Regions from separate parts of the Ovis aries genome. Here all the other regions are linked to region 2. Evidence: chromatin contacts called from public Hi-C data. All regions are on one chromosome and are shown on one strand. The core of a region is the stretch at or near the end of the contact, and the rest is flanking DNA. Distances in the headings are between cores, read along the strand shown.

The links. A called contact is a pair of places that touch in the nucleus more often than the background predicts.
Region 1: a Hi-C map of liver shows a contact between it and region 2, with 3 times the contacts expected there. The contact joins the promoter of COL10A1 here to the enhancer-like site in region 2. A contact is called at or near these places in 3 of 16 Hi-C or Micro-C datasets (liver, muscle and tail adipose tissue).
Region 3: a Hi-C map of liver shows a contact between it and region 2, with 2.4 times the contacts expected there. The contact joins the promoter of TSPYL1 here to the enhancer-like site in region 2. A contact is called at or near these places in 6 of 16 Hi-C or Micro-C datasets (blood, hypothalamus, liver and 3 more).

The regions. Positions count from the first base shown.
Region 1 is chr8:21,703,605-21,708,086 of ARS-UI_Ramb_v3.0, forward strand. COL10A1 (collagen type X alpha 1 chain) reads left to right here and starts at 2,945. Exons shown (of 3, transcript XM_060419213.1): 1 at 2,945-3,131. The region is part of intron 6 of NT5DC1 (5'-nucleotidase domain containing 1); the gene reads right to left.
Region 2 is chr8:21,495,962-21,500,524 of ARS-UI_Ramb_v3.0, forward strand. The region is part of intron 3 of LOC121820158 (a long non-coding RNA gene); the gene reads left to right. Among named protein-coding and RNA genes, the nearest start is that of TRNAG-UCC, 35 kb to the left of the region's middle. Within about 2 kb of position 1,515, at least 4 of the 54 cell types and tissues checked have an H3K27ac peak or open chromatin away from gene starts, as enhancers often do. A contact at or near this core is called in liver, where this site is marked.
Region 3 is chr8:21,653,851-21,658,109 of ARS-UI_Ramb_v3.0, forward strand. It overlaps TSPYL1 (TSPY like 1), which reads left to right and starts at 2,249. Exons shown (of 1, transcript XM_004011183.6): 1 at 2,249-4,259. The coding sequence starts at 2,355. The coding sequence ends at 3,653.

The DNA.
Region 1 (4,482 bases), core at 1,695-4,194, 210 kb after region 2:
TATCAATAAATATTCTTTTAATCATTCAACAAATACTTACTGAATTTAGATAACAAACAAATACGTTTTCAGATAATACAGCAGGAACACATCTTTGGCATGAAGCAGTGGAGAAAGGAGCTGGGTTCTGTTTCAGATGGAACTGAGACTAGATGTCCTGGGTTACAGCCCTTGGGAGGCGCTGTGATATTAAATGGAAAAACAAGCCAGAAAAGGCAGGAAGGCAGTGTAACAGACAGAAGTTGAAGAACCTGAGTCACTGAGCTGGCCCAGCTCTGTTCCTTTGGGTCTATAAAGAATCCAGGGAGTCAGCCTGAGCTCCAAGGCAGCTGGTGCCAACATTTCGAGAAGTCCTGGTCAGATGCACCCAGTACGGAGCCTTCAAAGTTATGCATGCTTAGGCAGACAATTGCAGGTTTGGTTGAAATATGATTAGATTCATACAGCACTTTAGAGATACAGGTTTTGCATCTGCACTGGTAAGCACAAGAGAACCTGAGTCCTTACTTTCCTTAACTGCTAGAGAAAAGACACGTGCATGGACAAACCAAGAAGTGAAAGAGCTTGTGCTGAATGATACATTCTGCAACAGATATAGTCTATATATCTGTAATTCTGTTCAGTGTCATGCACTTAAAATAAGGGAAATGAAGTTTTACTTCAAGAACGTTAGGACAAGAAAGAAGAGTCTCTAACCGGGGGCGGGGGGGGGGGGGGAACAAACAACAAAAACAGAAATGGCACCAAATACTGTTATCTGACTGCCAAATCCACTCTCCCTCTTCTTTGCTGGAGAGCATTCTAATTGTGTTGGAGGTTTCTGAGGGGCTGGGTGCTTAGAGAGGGTGGGTCTCTCTACCAGTCCAACCTAACAGGGTAATTTCTTCCCATGTCCTGGTCATGTGAAACAACCCAATGTAGCAACAGCTTAACCATTAAGGATATCTATTATTTGCAGCCTACAACAGCTTTCTTCAGAAAATAATACAACGTAAGAGTTATTCATAATCAGACAAAAATATTACTTAACGAAAGAAAGAATGTTGTAAAATGAGAAAAACAGCTGTCAGAGTGCCAAGAACAACAAAAACAAACTTCATGCCCTCGAATTCTGCCCTACAGAGAACATGTGTTCTTGGATCTCTTAATATCCCAGAAGCTATGTAATGGCCCTTGAAAAAATTAAAATATATCTTCTGTTTTTCAGGGATGAGAAGGAACTAGTAAGAAAGGACTAATTTAAGAAAGAAAAACTAATATATTTAAATAGCTAAAAACAGAAATAGTTTGATGAGTAATGATCAAAGCAATGGCAGAAGCTTTGATCTCCCAGGATTTATCTGAGGCAGTCATATATAAGATTATTTCACCCAGAAAAACAAAGGCTTTTGTAGTAATATTATGGGCTGGATAACAAAAGATTTGTAGTATGTAATGCTGAAGATACTTAAGCATCTGGATTCAGAAACAATTGCTGAGAAAAGGCTATTTTTTCCTTAGCGTATGTGTGCTTACCACACATAAGTGTGGTCAAAATGCCACCTAGTGGTCAAAATGTAAATTACTGTTAAAAACCTATTCCATTTCCAAATGAATAAAAAAAAACAAAACATATACATTTAAACAGAGCATTTTGAAATTCCTGCCTAGATTAATATTAGTTTCCCTTAGTAAGCCTAAACTAAAAAAGCGCAAACATAATAGTTTAGTTGGAGAAAACTGCTCCCTGAGGAAATAATGGAGATGTTATCGCATTGCTCACAAGCCAGAGAGAAATGAACAAATTAAAAAAGACAAATCCTGTACAAATGGATATTTTATGGTAGATTATGGGTTACTCTTTGTATAAAAGGTCACTAACCGTGGTTGGGGAAAATATTTTTCATTCCTTGTAACCTCAAATCATTAAGGGAATATGAGGTATGTTAATATAAATACACACTCATCTTTTAAAGTTTATTTTTATTGATATAACTAACACATAACGCTGTGCAAATTTAAGGTGTACAATGTGTTGATGTGACATTTATATACTGCAGGAGACTATTACTGTATTTAGCTAACACATCTATCATGTTGCACAATCATTTCTTTTTCTTTTTTTGTGGTAAGAAAAATTAATTATCTAATCTCTGAGCAATTTTGAAGCTTATAATTTAGTACTGTTGTCCATAATATATACCCTCATTTTTACTGAAATAGTCAAGCTATTAAGCCAGAGGAATTTATGTTAAACATATTATGCCGGAATAATAGCTGCCTATTAAATTATTTCCCTAAAGGCAGGGAGTCTGTCTTTCTGTTTGACATCGAGCAATCATTCAGTGGATGAATACTTAAACATAAGTGGAGAAGCAGACACAGGAACATTTATGTTTAAAGTCAAAGCAATAAATGATTTGTAACATATAACCTATGACAAAAATTCTATTATTCATGTTCTATTAATGTCATCCTATCTAAAGTACCTCCCTTATTGGTAAAAATAATCAGGTTTATTCTGTTTTTATACTTAGAGATTTACACTGACTAGACAAGACAGGGAACCGAGACTGAGGCCTAAGGTGGAAAGAAAGGAATGGTCTTGTTTGTTCTCCACTCACAAAGCAGCCTGTGTTTTCACTTAACCTCAAAAGAATTTTATTTCACTGCCATTTTATGTAACTCATTTTCCTGGCCTTTACACTCCTCTTCTATCCTTAGATGCTGATATTTTCTGTATCCAGAGGGGATTAAAAGCAAAAAATTTAAAAACCTAGTTCTAAAGAATAAAGGTTTCACTCTCCTATATTAAAAATTCGGTATTAATGCAGTCATGGGAATAACGGCAAAGTGTTGCAACGGTTCTTCGGGCAGAGAAAATGACCTGCATGTAACCACTGCAATTCAGGATTGAGGGACCCCTCGTGGTAAAAAATATAAGTACAACTTGAATATCAAAAATGCTTTTTTAGTTTAAGAGACGATTGTGCCACACCACGATTCCTATCATCATGGAATAAGTAGGCATTTTCCTTGTTAACTATATCGCCAGTGCTGGTGTGACGTGTGGTGCGTGTTCTCTAACCTGCTGTGCGGGAGGATCAGAGATTCTGGAATGCTATCAGCTCCACCATCAGCCTCCAATTAAGGTCTGTTATCATTTCCATTGCAGAACATAATTTAAGAGAGTGAAATATTTACAACCTTAGTAGGTTATAGAAGAGCAGGCCAGTGAACAGCTAAAATGTTCAGCCATGAACTGTTTAAATATATCTGCAGTAAGGAACGGTACAATTTTCTGAAATACACATATACTATATAAATTTCTTTTGGCCAAGAGATACTGAAATAGTTTTTGAAGGATAAATGAGATAAACAATAGATTTTAAAATGTTCTAATTTTTTTGTTTGTTTATAGAAGGCAAAAGATGAAACTGAAATTTAATGTTAAAACAGATTTTCTGTTTATGGACCTTATATGGGCCCTAAATGGTTTGCTTTTAATATTTGTAAATAAATCTAGAACATAATGCTTGAAAAAGGACAACAAGAACTGAGAAATGAAGGGTAAATGTATTGAAAAACATAATCTATAAAATTCACATGAACAGTGTTTGACTTCTATCTCTGTATCTGTGTCTTACCCCAAAGATTCTGATTTAATTGGTCTGGGCTGGAGCCGTGACACTGATATATTTTTTTAAAGCTCCCCAAGTAATTTCAATGTACAGTTAGGATTAAGAATTACAGCTCTAAGCATAAGAACTAGAACTTTTGCTATTATTATCTGTATATCCTGCCTGCCTCATTGGAATCCCTGGCTCTCAGAGAGCAGGGACTTCTTAATTTTATAGTATCTTGTTACCTAACATGAGCTATGTAACCTCACTGCTTACGTGTCTAAAACCTTGTTTTAAATTTAACTTATCAGGTGATCAGTGTCTGTTAAAGAAAAATAACATGTGCAGAAGAAGCAGAAGTGAAATGCTTCAAATCCATAGTCAGTGCTATAACTGTGGAATAATATGCTTTTCCTCACAATACCTACAGAAGTTTTTTGTAGTGACTGAGCTGACGTTGGGCTTCTCTGATAGCTCAGTTGGTAAAGAACCTGCCTGCAATGCAGGAGACGCTGGTTCGATTCCTGAGTCGGGACGATCCCCTAGAGAAGGGATAGGCTACCTACTCCAGTATTCTTGAGCTGATGTCATCTATGCTATTCTCTGGGAACTGAGATTTTATATTGAGATAGGCCAAAAAAACAAACAAACAAACAAACCCCAAAAAATCCAAATAAATGTCTTCCACATTGACGTATAAGCATTACCTTCCTTTGTGGAATGCACTGTCCTCTCTCTGCTGCTTTAGAAATGCTTGCCGCTCATCTGTCGAGCGTCTCCCAACACCGTCACCCACTCACACCACCTCTGGACATCATTCATCACACTGCACGATAATAAACACTTGAAATAAGTGTGTTTATGTATTTTTCTTTCTCCT
Region 2 (4,563 bases), core at 265-2,764:
ATATTTTAGGAAAGGAACTGAAACTTCTTTCAGTTCAGTTCAGTCGCTCAGTCGTGTCTGACTCTTTGCAACCCCATGAACCACAGCACACCAGGCCTCCCTGTCCACCACCAACTCCCAGAGTTTATCCAGACTCATGTCCATTGAGTCAGTGATGCCATCCAACCATCTCATCCTGTCGTCCCCTTCTCCTCCTGCCCTCAATCTTTCCCAGCATCAGGGTCTTTTCAAATGAGTCAGCTCTTCGCATCAAGTGGCCAAAGTATTGGAATTTCAGCTTCAACATCAGTCCTTCTAATGAACACCCAGGGCTGATCTCCTTTAGGATGGATCTCCTTGCAGTCCAAGGGACTCTCAAGAGTCTTCTCCAACACCACAGTTCAAAAGCATCAATTCCTTGGCGCTCAGCTTTCTTTATAGTCCAACTCTCACATCCATACATGTCTACTGAAACTTCTTTAAAGAATCTAATTATAGAATAAAGAAAAATAGTTCTTTTCCTTTAGATGCTGCCTCCAGCTAAGCTACAAAGAGAATCCCTCCCTTAAGTAATTCACTTATGTGTGAATATGAGAGGAAGGTGGAGAAATGGGACAAATAGTGAGGATGAAAAAAGATGATTTTTATTATGGAAATGCCCTGTTCTGGTAGCAACATCTGATCAGAATCAGACACAAAGCTTTACCTAACTGCAAGGGAAAGAATATGTATCGTCTTCCCCCAGGCCTTAGAGGCAAAGAGAACTGAACATGGGACACGTCTACCAGATCTTCCATGACTAGACTCTCAATTCCCTCACCCATCCCTTGACTATTTTTAGCCTCATATTCGTTTCCTTGTTACACATGACAGTTTTGTAACCTCCTATTTGCTGCTTGCTATGTCTTTGGCAATGGACAGGGAGGCCTGGCGTGCTGCAATTCATGGGGTCACAAAGAGTCAGACATGACTGAGCAACTGAATTGAACTGAACTGAACTGATGTTTTCCAAATCCCCAACTAGATTATCCATTTCATGAGGGCAAGGACCATGCTTGATTTAATCCCTATCTGTTTACAAGGGTCTTGGTGTAGTACCCAGAACATTATCAGTGTTCACTAAATATTTGTGGTACTAATGGGTGAATCAGTGAGTGACTGGATGAGAAGCAGACTTTGATGTCTCTGCTCTCACTGCAAAGTCAGCACCACGCCTGCTTTATTCAGTTCAGAACTTGATTCCTTCTGTGCATGTCATTCAGCTCAGAATAACATAAAGATCCATGAATTGCCAACCTTCTGACAGACAGTACATAAGTCTATCCAGATAGGAGCAAGGCAACACCAGGAAGAAGACAAGGCCATTCCGGGGCAGGTCCCGATACAGCTGTAGGGCTGCCTGAACTCCCACTCCCACCCTCTTTCCTCAGAGTCTCCAAACCACAGTGAGGGCTGGCAGGGCTGCAGGTCTTGGCGGAGCAGGGACTTTCCCATGACTTCCTGCTGCCCTCCTTCCTGCCCAGCTCAGTTTGTTTACTCAGCAGAGTTCTCTAGGATGTAGTGGTTAACTTTCCCATTATCTGCCCCATTTCTGCACCATTGTCTCATACCTGTGGTCATGCTTATGTTCAGTAGCTGTCGTGTCTGACTCTTTGCAAGCCTGTGGACTGTAGCCTGCCAGTCTCCCTTGTCCATGGAATTCTCCAGGCAAGAATACTGGCGTGGGTTGCCATTTCCTCCTCCAGGGGAACTTCCTGACCCAGGGATCGAACCCGAGTCCTCTGCATCTCCTGCTTTGGTAAGCGGGTTCTTTACCACTGTGCCACCTGGGAGGCCCCTCCCATACACATGCATCAGTGAATTACTTAGAGGAGGGATTTTTCTTTGTAATTTAGCTGTAGACAGCAACCAAAGGCAAATAACTTTTTTTTCCCCCCTATTCTATTGTTAGATTCCTTAAAGGAATCCTTTCTTAGAAGCAATGAACCAAACCTGAGTAGGTTTCCTTGACACCTGGACTCAGAGCTTTACTGTTTCTGACTCTGCTTTGGCACACTACCTTGACCTCTCCCAGCAGTGACAGGCACCTGCAGTACTTCCCTAATTAAGTTAAGTCTGACTATTATACTCTTCTGGCTCTCCTCCTAACTCGATGACTTCATCTGAGTCTCCTTCCCAGGCTCCTCCACCTCCCAACCAGGATATTAGTCCTCACTGAAGTTCACTCCTTTCTACACAAAGTGCCTGTGTAATCCCTTCTTGGTGCCACCACTAACTACATATCTCTCATCTGTAAAATGAAAATAATAACATTACCTGCCTGAGTGGGTTATTGGGTAGATAAAGTGGGTCGTTACAACTAACATTCTTAGAACAGTGCCTAAAGTGAAAGTGAAGTCGCTCAGTCGTGTCCGACTCTTTGAGACCCCATGGACTGTAGCCTGCCAGGCTCCTCCGTCCAAGGGATTCTCTAGGCAAGAGTACTGGAGTGGGTTGCCATTTCCTTCTCCAGGGGATCTTCCAAACCCAGGGATCAAACCCAGGTCTCCCGCATTGCAGGCAGACACTTTACCCTCTGAGCCACCAGGGAAGCCCAGAACAGTGCCTGGCACCTAGCAAATGCTCAAAAAGTGTTGTCCATTATCCTTACTCTCCTTTCACTTGACCGTGACAATCCCAACTGTGTTTTACCCTTTCCAAAATCTTCATCCCTTGCCCCTTCTTTTCCTAAGTTCTGGATAGGCATTTCTGATTGCCTAGTGGATATTTTCACTTAGAGGTCCAGCAGTCGACTCCAATCCAAAACAGAACTCACTTTTCCCTAAGACTTATTTCTCCTCCAGAGTTTTGAGGCTATCAGTCTTTCAAGCTAGAAAACTCAGGGTCAGCTGTGGGTGCCACTCCATCTCCTGTGCAGCTCCATTCTTCCTGAGGACCATTTCTCAAACTGGACCTCTTCATCATCCTTGAAAGTGGACAGGGATACCTCATCCCGTTCTAGTTTCTGCCACACAGTCCTGGTTGAGTTAACTTCCTGAAAAAGGAATCTGAATATTATCTGGAAACTGTTATGCACTTGTGAATAGAGTTTAAGAAAGAATCATAGTACTACTGTTCATATTATGCAAAAACTGGTTAAAAAATCAAAGAACGAATATCAAACAACAGCAGACGAGATAAACTGTGAAATATTCAAACAAGAATACTGTACGGCAATGTAGAAGTTCAGTTCAGTTCAGTCGCTCAGTCGCGTCCGACTCTTTGCATCCCCATGAATTGCAGCACGCCAGGCCTCCCTGTCCATCACTATCTCCTGGAGTTCACTCGAGTCCGTGATGCCATCCAACCATCTCATCCTCGGTTGTCCCCTTCCCCTCCTGCCCCCAATCCCTCCCAGCATCAGAGTCTTTTCCAATGAGTCTACTCTTCGCATGAGGTGGCCAAAGTACTGGAGCTTCAGCTTTAGCATCAGTCCTTCCAAAGAACACCCAGGACTGATCTCCTTCAGAATGGACTGGTTGGATCTCCTTGCAGTCCAAGGGACTCTCAAGAGTCTTCTCCAACACCGCAGTTCAAAAGCATCAATTCTTCAGTGCTCAGCCTTCTTCACAGTCCAACTCTCACATCCATACATGACTACTGGAAAAACCCTAGCCTTGACTAGACGGACCTTAGTCGGCAAAGTAATGTCTCTGCTTTTGAATATGCTATCTAGGTTGGTCATAACTTTTCTTCCAAGGAGTAAGTGTCTTTTAATTTCATGGCTGCAATCACCATCTGCAGTGATTTTGGAGCCCAAAAAAATAAAGTCTGACACTGTTTCTACTGTTTCCCCATCTATTTCCCATGAAGTGATGGGACCAGATGCCATGATCTTCATTTTCTGAATGTTGAGCTTTAAGCCAACTTTTTCGCTCTCCTCTTTCACTTTCATCAAGAGGCTTTGTAGAAAGATACTCCTATAGCAACAATCAACAAGGATGAATCTTAAAAACATAATGTTGAACAACAGAAATCAAACACAAAGAATATATTCAGTATGATTCCATTCATAAAAAGTTCAGAAACAGAAGCTTCACTTTCTGAAGATGTATATACAAGTGACTAAAGAGAAAAAGAGGTGATTAAGAATCACAAGGACAGCTTCCCTGCTGGCATAGTGGTAAAGAATCTGCCTGCCAGTGCAGAAGACAAGGGGGTCGATCCCTGGTCCTGAAAGATCCCACATGCCTTGAAGCAACTAAGGCCTTGTGCCGTAGTGTGTGAACCTATGCTCTAGAGCCTGGTAACCACAACTATGGAGCCCACAGACTGCAACTACTGAAGTCTGAACACTCTAGAGCAAGCTCCACAGTAAGAGAAGCTACTGCAGTGAGAAGACTGCTCATCGCAGCTAGAGAGTAGCCCCTGCTCACAGCAACCAGAGAAAAGCCCCATGCAGCAATGAAGACCCAGCATAGCCAAAAATAAAGTAATAAATAAAATTTAAGATACTGCATTTAAAAGAAAACAAAACAGAAACCCTTCCCTGAAAGCCATCAGGGAAGTAAGGTCTTAAAAAAAAAAAAGAATCACAAGAAAGGT
Region 3 (4,259 bases), core at 999-3,498, 160 kb after region 2:
AACATCATCCCTGATGAAAGAGAAAGAAAAGGGAAGAAAAACACTGCCAATTAAGCTAGGACACAATATATTCTTATACATAATTTTATCTCTATTTAAATGGTTCCTTTAGACATATTTAGACGTACGTCAAAACGTCAAGTGCACACTTGGACACCTATAAAGGGGGAAAAAAAAACAAAATAAATTAAGGTATTTCTAAAACTTCTTTGTATTCATAAGATTTTTGACTCAGAGTTGTTAACATCCATGTTTTTCAAAACAAAATTATTCTCTTGCCACCAAGTATTTTGATGATGCTGTATTTGTTAAAACACTGCTCAACTTGTGTCTAGGTTTTTTCCAAAGCCACTGACACCAATTATATACATTTTGACATTGGCACTTTTTTGAGCCTTCCAAAGATATTGATGGTTGAAGGGGTTGCTGCCAGGAAAAACTTGAGCCACACAGAGATGCAACCAAACTTCAACCCAAGGAATATCCCTTTCATACTGTTCTAACAAATAACCACAGACTTAACAGCGTTAAGGTACACAAATTAATTATCTTACAGGTTTGGAGGTTAGATAAAATCAAGATGTGGGTAGGGCTGCGTTCCTTTGGAGGCTCCATGGGAAAATCTACTTCCTTACCTTTCCAGCTTCTAGAGAAGCTGCCTTTATTCTTTGGATCTTTTTCCTTCCTCCATCTTCAAATCTTTTTTCTCCCTCTTTTTCACTTTCTCACCTCTGCTCTGGTCATCAGTTTCACACTGACACTCCCATTTCTTTTTACTGTAATTAAACAGGGTCCACCCACTGGGATAGCCCAGCACAATCTTTCAATTTCCTGATGCTTAACTGAAACATACCTACGGAGTCCTTTTGCCAGGTAAGATAAGATACAGGTTATGAAGGTTAGGACATGGACATTTTAGGGGGCCATTATTCAGTGTACTATAACAGAAAAAAAACAACCACCCCAAAACATTTGCCTCTTTCACATCTTGAGGTAACTAACCAGTTTTAAAACTGGTATCCAGCCGTTTGTGTTCTACTCAAGGCCATCTTGGTTATCCATTTTAACTGGCTTTTCTTCATAAAAATGGAGGTGGATGGCCCCTCTACCAGTAATTCTCCGAGGTCCCCTAGCCCTCTAACACCAGTTTTCCTCACAAGTCAACAAACTAAAACAACCAAAGACACTGACATCCCTTTTGAAAGAACTCTACAAGCTAATTACCATGAACAGATACTTCACCAGAGCCAACTTTTACTACCTTCTTTCAGAACTAAACTTGTTATTAGATTAATAAATCGATGGGGCTGGAAATAGCTTTTCTATTTCCTGCAGTGCTGGGCCGCGGAGAGAGATTCAGCAATTGATTCTGACTTAATTCCTGCAAACATCAAGCAAGCAAGCTCTTCTTTGATAGATTATCAAGGTAAGGCTAGCAAGGAACAATATGCATGAATGACTTTTGTGGTAAAAAGTCGTTCAGTAGCTTTTTCTCCCAGCGATGTTACAGTCCAGAATATTTTCACTACCCGAGAAAAGGGAAACATTTTGCTATTAATTTAGTTAAAAAATAAAGAGAATTTTGCTCCTGCCCATCATGGAGTAACAGGGAGATTTACCCTCTTGCCTACTGCTACTGCTGCTAAGTCGCTTCAGTCGTGTCCGACTCTCTGCGACCCCATAGATGGCAGCCCACCAGGCTCCCCCGTCCCTGGGATTCTCCAGGCAATAACATTGGAGTGGGTTGCCATTTCCTTCTCCAAAGCATGAAAGTGAAAAGTGAAAGTGAAGTCGCTTAGTCGTGTCCGACTCTTCGCGACCCCATGGGCTGCAGCCCAGCATGCTCCTCCATCCATGGGATTTTCCAGGCTAGAGTACTGGAGTGGGGTGCCATCGCCTTCTCCCCCTCTTGCCTACAAAACCATAAAAACATGTTTTCAGACAACAGAAAGCAGTGTAGTACTGGGATCCTTACAATTACCCCAGCGAACAATCTGGAGGTACTTCCAGATGCATAGCCAGGAAGGGAGGGGGGTGGGGGTCTCACTGCTTCAGCCTCTGATTGCGAGCCACATATTTACGTAAGTCAAATTACCAATCCACCGGATTAAATTCGTAAGAATAAAGCTAACACTCGTAAAATTAAAGTGAACACTCGGACCGTAGGAAGCCTGGTAAGACATCCCAGAAGCCGCGAGTTCTCGCGTCACATCGAGATCTACTGCCCTGACGTCATCCTCACGGAGTCACTCGCGAGATTGGAGAGTGGGTGGTACGAGCGAGCAGTTTTCGTCAAGCGGGGCTTCTGAGAGGAAAACAGACATTGGCCTTCGGTTTATCTGGGTACTGCCGACATGAGCTGCCCAGACCGGGGCGAGAGGACCCCTCTCCTTGAAACCCACAGCCTCACCCCATCCGACTGTGCCGCCGGAGCTCCGGACCCTCCCCGGTGCCTGAAAACAGAGGCGTCACAGGTGATGGCGGAGACGGGTGAGGGGTATTTCGAGGCCGTCGCGCTCCCGCCACCCCAGCTTCCAGAGGAGGAAGGCGCACCCCCAACTGCTCCCCTAGATCCAGGCTGTGCCGGTACGTTCCAGATCCGAGGCGGTGGGGATGGCGGTTACGTAGCGCCCGAAGCGGGGCTAGAGCCGGCTCCGCCTCCTACGGAGGGCCTGGAAACGGCGTCTGTGTCCCTGGCAACGGAGGATAGCCTGGGAAATGGCCGTCAGCCCGGAGAGCCGCAGGGCTTGAGTCGAGAGAAGCCGCTAGAAACTTGTGGCGCGGAGAAGTTGGGGTCTGACTTGATGGCGGAGGCGAAGGCTGAGGAAGTGAAGACTGAAGAGGGCCCTGTCTTCTCGGTCGCAGTGGATGAGGAGGTGGTGGGGAAGGAAGGAGCGAAGGAGGAGGAGGGAGTGGAGCAGGGAATGGAGGTGGAGGAGAGGCCAGTCGGTGAAGAAATAGAAATGGTGGAGAACAGAGTGGTGGAGGAGGCGGGGCATCGGCCCCTGCGTATGGATCTCCGCATGAACCCGCTGGAGGCCATCCAACTGGAACTGGACACTGTGAACGCTCAGGCTGACCGGGCCTTTCAACAACTAGAGCATAAATTCGGGCGGATGCGTCGACACTACCTGGAGCGGAGGAACTACATCATTCAGAATATCCCGGGCTTCTGGGTCACTGCCTTTCGGAACCACCCCCAGTTGTCTCCCATGATTAGAGGCCAAGATGCAGAGATGTTAAGATACATAACCAATTTGGAGGTGAAGGAGCTCAGACACCCGCGAACAGGCTGCAAGTTCAAGTTCTTCTTTCGGAGAAACCCATATTTTCGAAACAAGCTGATTGTCAAAGAATATGAGGTCAGAGCCTCTGGCAGAGTAGTGTCTCTTTCCACTCCAATCATATGGCGCCGGGGCCATGAACCCCAGTCCTTCATTCGCAGGAACCAAGAGGTCGTGTGCAATTTCTTCACCTGGTTTTCAGACCACAGCCTTCCAGAGTCTGACAGGATTGCTGAAATTATCAAAGAGGACCTGTGGCCAAATCCACTGCAGTACTACTTGCTGCGTGAAGGAGTCCGTAGAGCCAGACGTCGCCCAATAAGGGAGCCCGTGGAGATCCCCAGGCCCTTTGGATTCCAGTCTGGTTAAACTTTGCCGTTGGGAAGGTTCCTGCACAAGGTCCCTTTTTGCCTCTTAATGGACCTGTGCTTGGGCAACAGATACGGATATGTCTTCTAACCACCCCTCTCCCCCTCCCCCCCCCCCTTTTTTCTGACATTTCTGGAGCCTTTTTCCTCTGGACATTCAGTTCTCTCAGCCTCAAGATTGAGACAGTCATGGCCATGCTCCTTCATTTCCACATGGCCTTCGTGCTTTTCTGCATTAATATCACATGCTGCATGGCCCATGATTCATACCACTCCTAAATAAGCTTGTGATGTAAATTGTATAGTCTTTATCTGCACTACTTGGACCCTGTTTGTTCCCAGAGCCTCCGGTTTGACTCATATCTAGAGGTATTTGTCTAGGAGGCCATTCTACCCATCCTGATCTCTGCAGCACAGGCATATAGCCTGTAGATAACTGGGCGTTAATGACATCAAGGGAGAATTGCAGTGGGCCACTGGGCCTGTATGATTTATGTGACTCCATTGCTCTTGTTGCACCTCTGGTCACGTACTATTGCTGCCTGCTAATGGCTGTTCCCTTGACTGCTACCTACTGGATGGACGTCTGCTAGAACGTTGTCAGCCC